Regions from separate parts of the Pan troglodytes genome. Here region 1 is linked to region 2. Evidence: chromatin contacts called from public Hi-C data. All regions are on one chromosome and are shown on one strand. The core of a region is the stretch at or near the end of the contact, and the rest is flanking DNA. Distances in the headings are between cores, read along the strand shown.

Evidence for each region. A called contact is a pair of places that touch in the nucleus more often than the background predicts.
Region 1: a contact with region 2 is called in a Hi-C map of induced pluripotent stem cells, with 1.8 times the contacts expected there. The contact joins two enhancer-like sites. A contact is called at or near these places in 2 of 7 Hi-C or Micro-C datasets (induced pluripotent stem cells and stem cell-derived neural progenitor cells).

The regions. Positions count from the first base shown.
Region 1 is chr6:111,234,338-111,238,871 of NHGRI_mPanTro3-v2.0_pri, reverse strand. No RefSeq gene overlaps it. Among named protein-coding and RNA genes, the nearest start is that of MYL10, 60 kb to the right of the region's middle. Within about 2 kb of position 2,896, at least 2 of the 24 cell types and tissues checked have an H3K27ac peak or open chromatin away from gene starts, as enhancers often do. A contact at or near this core is called in induced pluripotent stem cells, where this site is marked.
Region 2 is chr6:111,154,258-111,158,709 of NHGRI_mPanTro3-v2.0_pri, reverse strand. No RefSeq gene overlaps it. Among named protein-coding and RNA genes, the nearest start is that of MYL10, 20 kb to the left of the region's middle. Within about 2 kb of position 2,294, at least 2 of the 24 cell types and tissues checked have an H3K27ac peak or open chromatin away from gene starts, as enhancers often do. A contact at or near this core is called in induced pluripotent stem cells, where this site is marked.

The DNA of each region.
Region 1 (4,534 bases), core at 1,647-4,146, 80 kb before region 2:
GCATGAAAGAGAAAGGAAAAGAGAAAGAAGGAAGGAAGGAAGGGGCCGGGCCCAGTGGCTCACGCCTGTAATCCCAGCCCTTTGGGAGGCCAAGGCAGGGCGGATCACGAGGTCAGGAGATCGAGACCATCCTGGCTAACATGGTGAAACCCCGTCTCTACTAAAAATACAAAAAATTAGCCGGGCGTGGTGGCGGGCGCCTGTAGTCCCAGCTACTTGGGAGGCTGAGGCAGGAGAATGGCGTGAACCCGGGAGGTGGAGCTTGCAGTGAGTGGAGAACACGCCACTGCACTCCAGCCTGGGCGACAGAGCGAGACTCCGTCTCAAAAAAAAACAAAAAAAATTAGCTTGGCATGGTGGCGGGTGCCTGTAGTTCCAGCTACTGGGGAGGCTGAGGCAGGAGAATTGCTTGAACCCTGGAGGTGGAGGTTGCAGTGAGCCAAGATCACACCACTGCACTCCAGCCTGGGTGACAGAGCGAGACTCCATCTCAAAAAAAAAAAAAAAAAAAAGAAGGAAGGAACAAAGAAGAGAAAGAAAGAAAGAAAAAGAGAGAGAGAGGAGCCAGGGGTGGTTCATGCCTGTAATCCTAGCACTTTGGGAGGCCGAGGCAGGAGAATCACTTGAGACTAGGAGTTCAAGACCAGCCTGGGCAACATAGCACAAGATTCCATGTCTACAAAAAAATTTTAAAAATGAGCCAGGTGTGGTGGCATGTGCCTGTAGTCATAGCTACTTGGGAGACCGAGGTGGGAGGATTGCTTGAGGCCAGGAGTTCAATGATGCCATTGCACTCCAGTCTGGGCAACAGAGCAAGACCCTGTCTCAAAAAAAAAAAAAAAAAAAAAAGAGAAGAAGTAGTAGTGTGAAGATACGTATGATATGCATGTGCCTTCTCTTTCTTTCTGTCTCTCTCTCTCTCTCTCTCCAGCACATGCTACTCCGTGCCCACCCACCCCAGCCCATGGTTGTATTAATGAAACTCAAAGAAGCACTCAGGGCTACACCGAGGTAGGGCAGAGCAGGGGCTGAACCTGGATCCAACTCCCAAGTGTAGGACTTGCTCTGTGAAGCCTTCTTGGGGGCACTTTCCAGAATGTCCCCCAGCACCTATGGCTCTCAGCCTGAGACCCTGAGAGGTAGATGCCAGTGGGTTTTGGGGTCCCTGGGGGCTGCCTGGACTGGCCCGGCCTGACCCAGCTCAACTTACCCCTAGGTGCTCCGGGGCATTCATTATGGGTGACACTGTCCTGGTGCCTGGAGGGCAGAGCTTTCTGGGTTACCCAAGCCAGGTGATGACAGACGGGGTCTGTCCCCAGGGATGTGTCCACAGGAGAGGATGGCTTTAGCTGCATGCTGGGAGCGGCTTCTGGACTGTTCTCAGAAGCATGGGGCCCTGTGCAGGGCATCTTGGCACTGAGTCACCCTCTCTCCCAGCTGCAGTCCCCAGCGGCACTTTGCCCTACCACTTAAGTACATGCATGCACTCATGCATGCGTGTGTGTGTGTGTGTGTGTGTTTTAAATTCATTGCTTTTGGTCTTCCTTTTATTTTCTTTCTCTTTTTAGAGACAGGGCCTTGCTTTGTCACCCAGGCTGGAGTGCGGTGGCACAATCACGGTTCACTGCAGCCTCCACCTCTTGGGCTCAAGCAATTCTCCTGCCTCGGCCTCCTGAGTAGCTGGGACAACAGGCACACGTCCCCATGCTGGGCTAATTTTTACATTTTTAGTAGAGATGAGGTCTCACTATGTTGCCCAGGCTGGTCTCAAACTCCTGGGCTCAAGCGAACTGCCCCCCTTGACTTTCCAAAGTGCTGGGATTACAGGCACGAAACACCGCACCCAGCCTTCTTTTCTTTTATGAATATAGTGACAGATCTTGGTTGGTGTCTAGTCTCTTCTGGTTTGCTGTGTGACTCTGCACTAGTCACTTGGCCTCTCTGGGCCATAGTTTTATCATCTGCCCTAAATGCCCTTTGAAAAGTTTCTTTGTAAATGGGGTGTTTGGGGCGTGGTACAGGCTGCTGATGGACCAGCATCGTGGTGGTGGTGGGCTCTCAGCTCTTCCTTCACCTGGCTGAGTTCACTATTGTGTCTGAGCCCGGGACCATGGGAGGCTCTGATGCCAGTTTCCTGAGGCTGGGACCCAACCGAAGCCTCCACTTAGGGATCAATCAGGGAGGGCTTCCTGTAGGAGTTGATGCCAGAGTGGGCCCTGGTGAGGCTGGGGAAACACCTTTCCCGGCAGGACGATCAGCCATTGCAAAGACCAGAAGGCGGCTGTAGGACAGTGGGAGTCTCAGAGGGACAGAGGTAGAGCATAGAGTCAGGGACGTCTGAGCATGGCCCAGTAACTGTACCTCAGGGTTTAGTTTTGGGCTGGGAAGGAGCTGGAAGGGCTCATTGTGGTCAGAGTTGGGGCACCCCAGGGCATGGCAAGGGCATCTGCCAGACCTGGGTTCCAACCCTGCCTTGGCCATCCACCCCCATGTGACCTTGGGCTTTGAGCCCATCTTCCTCGTTGGTAAAATGTCTGATAGACATGTTGGGAGGAGTAAATTAAAGCAGCTCCTTGCTCCTGGTACAGTTGGGGTCTGCCCCTTGCCCCCTTGGTTTTGGGGTAGTGGCACCCTTGAGCCTTCTCACTCTCACACGGGGCCCTAAAAACCACTACCCCCAAACTGAGGGAGAAAACGCCTAGGCGAGGAACTATCCTGGAAGGATGTGAAGAGGAACTATCCTGGAAGGATGTAAGTGAGGGTGCACCCTCACTTAGGGAGCACCGCCTGGGCCAGGCCTTCTGCCTGGCACTCAGCATGCCACCCTCCCTTACTCCGTGGACTGGGATTCTCCTGGGTGGCCCCTCCCTCCCCACGGTTGATTCCTATTCGTCCACTTTGTCCTGCGTCCCAGAGGCATGGACAGGCCGTGCACTCCAGGTCTCCTGCTGAGGGACCGGAGAGGCCCCTGGGACCACGGGAGCTGCCGAGGGCTAAGGATGCCAGGGGTGGGGAGGGAGGGTGGTGGAAGGGTCCCCGGGTGCGTGTTTGAGCTTTGGGGCGAGGCTGGGGCCCGGGGAGTGAGGACCTGGGGAGTGGGGACCCGGTTGGTGGCAGCGCGGCCCCTCCGGTCTATCCCGATCCTCGTTAGCGCGGCGCCACCTAGCGGCGTCCGGGGGAAGCGGCGGCTCGACCTCGTCCAGGGCGGCTCGTGGGGTCCGGAGTTCCCCGTGCTTCTGCTGCGCCCTCGGGGAGCGAACGACGGGCAGGGGGGACAGGAAGGGGCCGCCCTGGCCTCGGCCAGAGGAGCAGGAGGCGAGGGCAAGGCTGTAACTCCTGACACCTAAGGGCCTGGATGCCCGGGGGAAGAGGCGGGAGGAAGGAAGTCAGGGCTGACTCAGCCCTGACCTTGGACCTGACCTTGATCCCAGGCCCTGTAGTTTGCTTCCTTAACCCCAGTTTCCATGAACAGAAGCCTCCACTTAGTCCCATCAGGGAGGTCAAGGGGGAGGCAAGAGAGGCGGGATGTCCAGCCTGGGCAGGGAAGAAGGTCAGCCCTGGGAGTGCAGCAGGGGTGGCGGGGGCTGAGTGGGGTGGCGGGGGCTGGGTAGGGTGGGCTCAGGGTGCACTGGGAGGGACAGGGGACAGGAGGCACAGGCTTTGGGTCGCAGGCCCAGGATGGGCTGCGGGGTGGGACCTGTGGCAGAGGATCCCAGGAGGCAGTGAGGCCAGGGCTGCAGCGTCTCCTGTCCACCCAATAGGACCCCACCCTGGTTCCTTACAAGTAGGAGGTCCCCAAGCCATTGCCCATATCCTGACCCCCTGTCCTGCAAGCCACAGCCTCTTCCTCCCTCCTCTGTCACTGAAGGACCAACCAGGAATACAGTGTTTAAGTCAAGCAGAATGGACACATCTTTAGGGAGCCCAACGGTGGGGTGCCAGGGTCTGAATGGCGCTGTGTGTAGGGGGGTTATATGCTCGGCTCCCAAGCCTGGGGCAGGTCATTCTGGCTCTGCCCAGATTCCACGTTGACTTTGGGCAGACCAGCATCTTCCCCAGCAAAAGGCCCTGTGGCATCGGGAAATTCCTGCGCATGAAGCTGGAGATGCACGGTCTATGGGTGAGTGGACCCCAGTACTACGGTGGAACCCCAATACTGCAGGGGCACCTCAGTGCAAGGCAAGGCCATGCACACCTGTCGTAGGACATTGAGAGACATTAGCGTAGTGATGATGCCTATGTGTGTATGTGTGTGGTCTACGTGAGTACAGCTCTGTGTGTTAGTGTATGTGTGTGCATCTGGTGTGTGACTACATGTCTGTGTGTGCGTGTTTGTGTGTGTCTCTGTGTGTTAGTGTGTGTATTCATTTGAATGTGTAAATACATGTCTGTGTGTAAGTGTGACTCTGTGTGAATGTCTGTGTGTGTCTCTGCATTAGTGTGTATGTGAATGCATGTCTGTGTGTGCCTGTGAGTAGGTATCTGTATGTCAGTGAGTGTATATGTGAATGCATGTCTGTGTGTGTACGACTGT
Region 2 (4,452 bases), core at 1,045-3,544:
GATTACAGGCGTACACCACCACACCTGGTTAATTCTGTATTTTTAGTAGAGAGAGGGTTTCACCACGTTGGTCAAGTTGGTCTCGAACTCCTGACCTCAGGTGATCCATCTGCCTCAGTCTCCCAAATTGTTGGGATTACAGGCATGAGCCACCACACCTGGCTTCATTCCTTTCTGTAGCCAGATAAGATTCCATTTTATGGATAGATCACATTTTGTTTATTCATCAGTTGATGCACATTTGAGATATTTCTGTTAGCTATTATGGATAACGCTACTATGAACATTTGTGTACAAGTTTTTGTGTAAATATATGTTTTCAATTCTCTTAGGCATATACCTAGGAGTGAAATTACTGGTTCATATGGTAACTCTATATTTAACTTTCTGAGGAATTGCCAAATTGCTTTACAAAAAGGTTACACCATTTTGTATTCCCACCAGTGATGTACAAGGGTTTCAATTTTTCAACATCCTTGCCAACACTTGTTATTTTCTGTTTTTTTTTCTTCCAAAATTATAACCATCTTAATGGGTATGAAGTGGTATTTCATTTGGGTTTTGATTTGCATTTCTCTAATGGATAATGACATTGAGCATCTTACCATGTTTTTATTGGCCATTTGTATCTCTTGGGAGAAATCTGTTCAGGTTCATTGCCCATTTTAAAATTGTGTTACACTTTTTTGTTGCTGAGTTTAGAAGTTCTTTATATATTCTAGATACTAGATCTTTTTATTTTAATTTATTTGTCTATTTATTTATTTTTGAGACAGGGTCTCACCCTGTCACCCAGGCTGGAGTGCAGTGGCACCATCACAGCTCACTGCAGCCTCATTCTCCCAGGCTTAAGCAATCCTCCCACCTCAGCCTCCCAAGTAGCTGGGACTATAAACATGAGCCACCCCACCTGGTTACTTTCTATATTATTTTATTTTATTATTTATTTATTTATTTGGAGAGCTGCCCAGGCTGGTCTTGAGCTCCTGGGCTCAACCAATCTTCCCACCTTGGCTTCCCAAAGTTCTGGGATTACAGGCAAGAGCCCACCACGCCCAGCCTGGACCCTTTTAGATATGTGATTTGCAAATATTTTCTCCCATTCTGTAGGATGTCTTTGTACTCTCTTGATAGTGCCCTTTGATGTACAACAATTTTACATTTTGATGAAGTCTATTTTAGCTATTTCTGCTTGTGCTTTGGGTGTTATATCTAAGGAACTGTTGGGCAGATGCAGTGGCTCATGCCTGTAACCCCGGCCCCTGGGAGGCCGAGGCAGACAGATCACATGAGGTCAGAAATCTGAGACCAGCCCGGCCAACATGGCCAAACATCATCTCTACTAAAAATACGAAAAAACTAGCCAGGCATGGTGGCACACACCTGTAGTCCCAGCTACTTGGGAGGCTGAGGCAGGAGAATCACTTGAGCCCAGGAGTTCAAGGCTGCAGTGAGCTGTGATTGTACCACTGCACTCCAGCCTGGGTGATAGAGAGAGATCCTGAGGCCCTGTATCAACAAAAAGAAAAGAAAAAAAAATAAAGAAAAGAAAGGAAAGGAAAGGAGGAAAGAAGAAAAGGGAGAAGGGAGGAATGGAGGGAGGGAGGAATGGAGGAAGGGAGGCAGGGACGGAGGAAGGGAGGGAGGGAGGAAGGGAGGAAGAGAGAAAGAAAGAGAGAGAAAGAGAAGAAAAGAAAAGAAAGGAGGGAAGGAAGGGAGGGAGGAAGGGAGCGAGGAAGGAAGACAGAGAAAGAAAGAAAAAGAAAAAAGGAAAGCAAGAGAGAGAGAGAAAGAGAGAGAAAGAAAGAAAGAGAGAGAGAGGGAGGGAGGGAAGGGAGGGAGGGAAAGGAAAGAAAAGTAAGAAACAAGAACCGAGTGTTTAAGGAAGAGAAGAGCAGGTCTAAGGTGTGACCCTGGAATCGGGTGGCTGAGGTTGGGGGAGCAGGTCCCTGGAGCCAAGGATTGGAGGCTGTGGGTTGAGGGGTAGAATTCAGACCCTGAGAGGCCAGGAGGAAGGAGGCCAAGGAGAGTGGCATGTTGGACCCTGCAGAGGGCCAGCCCTGGCTTTGACGGTAGCTGCTTAACCACAGGGGCCACACTCCCCTACCCCTTGGCCACAGTGAAAGGTCTCCCCTCCTCTTTCCCCACTGCTGAGCTCCTGTTCCCTCTGTGGGAGGCGGGAGAGAGAAGCACCACCATCAGTCTGGAGCTCTGGGCTCAGGACACAGGGGACAGGTACATGGCAGAGGAGCTCCTCCCTCCACCCCAAGCCTGGCTCCGCTTGCTCTCCAAGACTTTGACTTTCCTAGAAATCACGGACCGAGCCCTGTCTCTGCTGCTGAGGAACTTGTCAGACCTGTTTGTGCCCCGCAGAACCAAGCCAGCGCCAAGGTACTGCAGGCCACAGGCATCTGCTTGCCAGCTGCTCCCTGCAGCTAGGCCTGCCCACCTGCAGGAGCCCAGCTCCTCCAAGACACAGGGCCAGCCGGCAGGGAAGGCCAGAGGGACTCCACGTCAGCTCAGAGAGGAGGCTGGGGCATTCATCTCATTTATTCCTCTGTCCTCAGTGCCTCCACTTGTCTATACCTCCTCTGTACCAGTGCTCAGAGAGGGTGATCAATAACACCAGTAACACCTCACCTCTGCCCTCAATGGTCTCTGGCTGGGAGATACCAGGATGGGGGTAGGCTACAGGCATGGGAGTGATGCGGCACAAGTGGGGCCCCAGGGAAAAGAAAAGCAGGGGGCCTCTCAGAAGGCACAAGATGGCTGTGAGGCTGCTGGCGGCTCCAACTCCCTGGTCTCTGCCACTCTTGGGAGTTACACAGCATGGCCTCCTGGAGGCCCCTCTCTCCCAAGCTGTGGTTCATTGGTGGTCTCCACTGCCCCTGACCTGGGCACATGACTAGCTGCCTTCAATATCCACGCCTTTCTGTCCAGTCCTTGAGGAATACCTGGATGACCCCAGGCTCTACAGTTCTTCCTCCCGTCCCTGTAGCTGGGGTAATCCACAGAGCTGCCCTTCTGGGGGTAGAGGGCTGAGGCTCCCAAAAGCCAGAGAGAAATCAGCAAGAATGAGCATGTGGGTGGACACACCGTCTTTCCAGAGTTCTTTCTGAAAGCACCTTTCTAAAGGTACAAGAACGTGGCAGGGTGCAGTGGCTCACACCTGTAATCCCAGCACTTTGGGAGGCCAAGGTGGGAGGATTGCTTGAGCCCAGGAATTCTAGACCAGCCTCAGAAACAAAGCAAGACCCTATCTCTAAAAGAAATAATAAAACAAAACAAAACAAAACAAACAAAAGAACCCCTTGCCGGCCTCTTGAACTTCCCTGCACCACCGTGCCCTGAGCTCTGGGTTCCAGCTGCACAGTTTCATTGGGTACCCTACGTTTCCTCCTGTTGCAGAGTCTTGCTCATGCTGCTCCCTCTGCCTGGAACACTCCCTGCCCCCTTTGCCCAATCCCCCCTGCATTAGTCAGGGTTCTTAGAGGTAAAGAACTAATAGGATAGATATATAATAGGATAGGATATATATATAAAAAATAGGATATATATATATATAATAGGATATATATATATATATAAAGGGGAGTTTATTAAGTATTAACTCACAGGATCACAAGGGAAAGAATTAATGGGATATATATAGAGAGAGAATTATTATATATAAAGAATTATTGTATTATATATAATATATATAATAGGATAGGATATATGTAAAATAGGATATATATATAAAGGGGAGTTTATTAAGTAGTAACTCACAGGATCACAAGGGAAAGAACTAATAAGAGAGGGAGATATATATAGAATTATATATAAAGAATTATATTATATATTATATAACATTATATAAAATAGGATATATATATATAGAGAGAGATATAGATATACATAAAGGGGAGTTTATTAAGTATTAACTCACAGGATCACAAGGTCTCACAATAGGCCGTCTGCAAGCTGAGGAGCAAGGAAACCAGTCCAAGTTCCAAAGCTGAAGAACTTGGAGTCCAATGTTCGAGGGCAGGAAGCATCCAGCACAGGAGAAGGGTGTAGGCTGGGAGGCTAGGCCACGCTAGTCTTTTCACATTCTTCTGCCTGCTTTATATTCTGGCCTCACTGGCAGCTGATTAGATGGTGCCCACCCAGATTGAGGGTGGGTCTGCCTTTCCCAGTCCACTGACTCAAATGTTAATCTCCTTTGGCAACACCCTCACAGACACACCAAGGATCAATACTTTGCATCCTTCAACCCAATCAAGTTGACACCCAGTATTAACCATCACGCTCCCTACTCAGCTTTCTGGTCTCAGGTCAGCAGCGTATCCTAAGGCCCTGACAGCGGCATAGGCCAAATCACTTTCCATGTAGTTTCATGGCACCAAGAACTTGCACTTTTTGGTAAGTGGTGTCTGTCTTCCCCCAGAGTGCCATAAGTCCCTGAGGGAA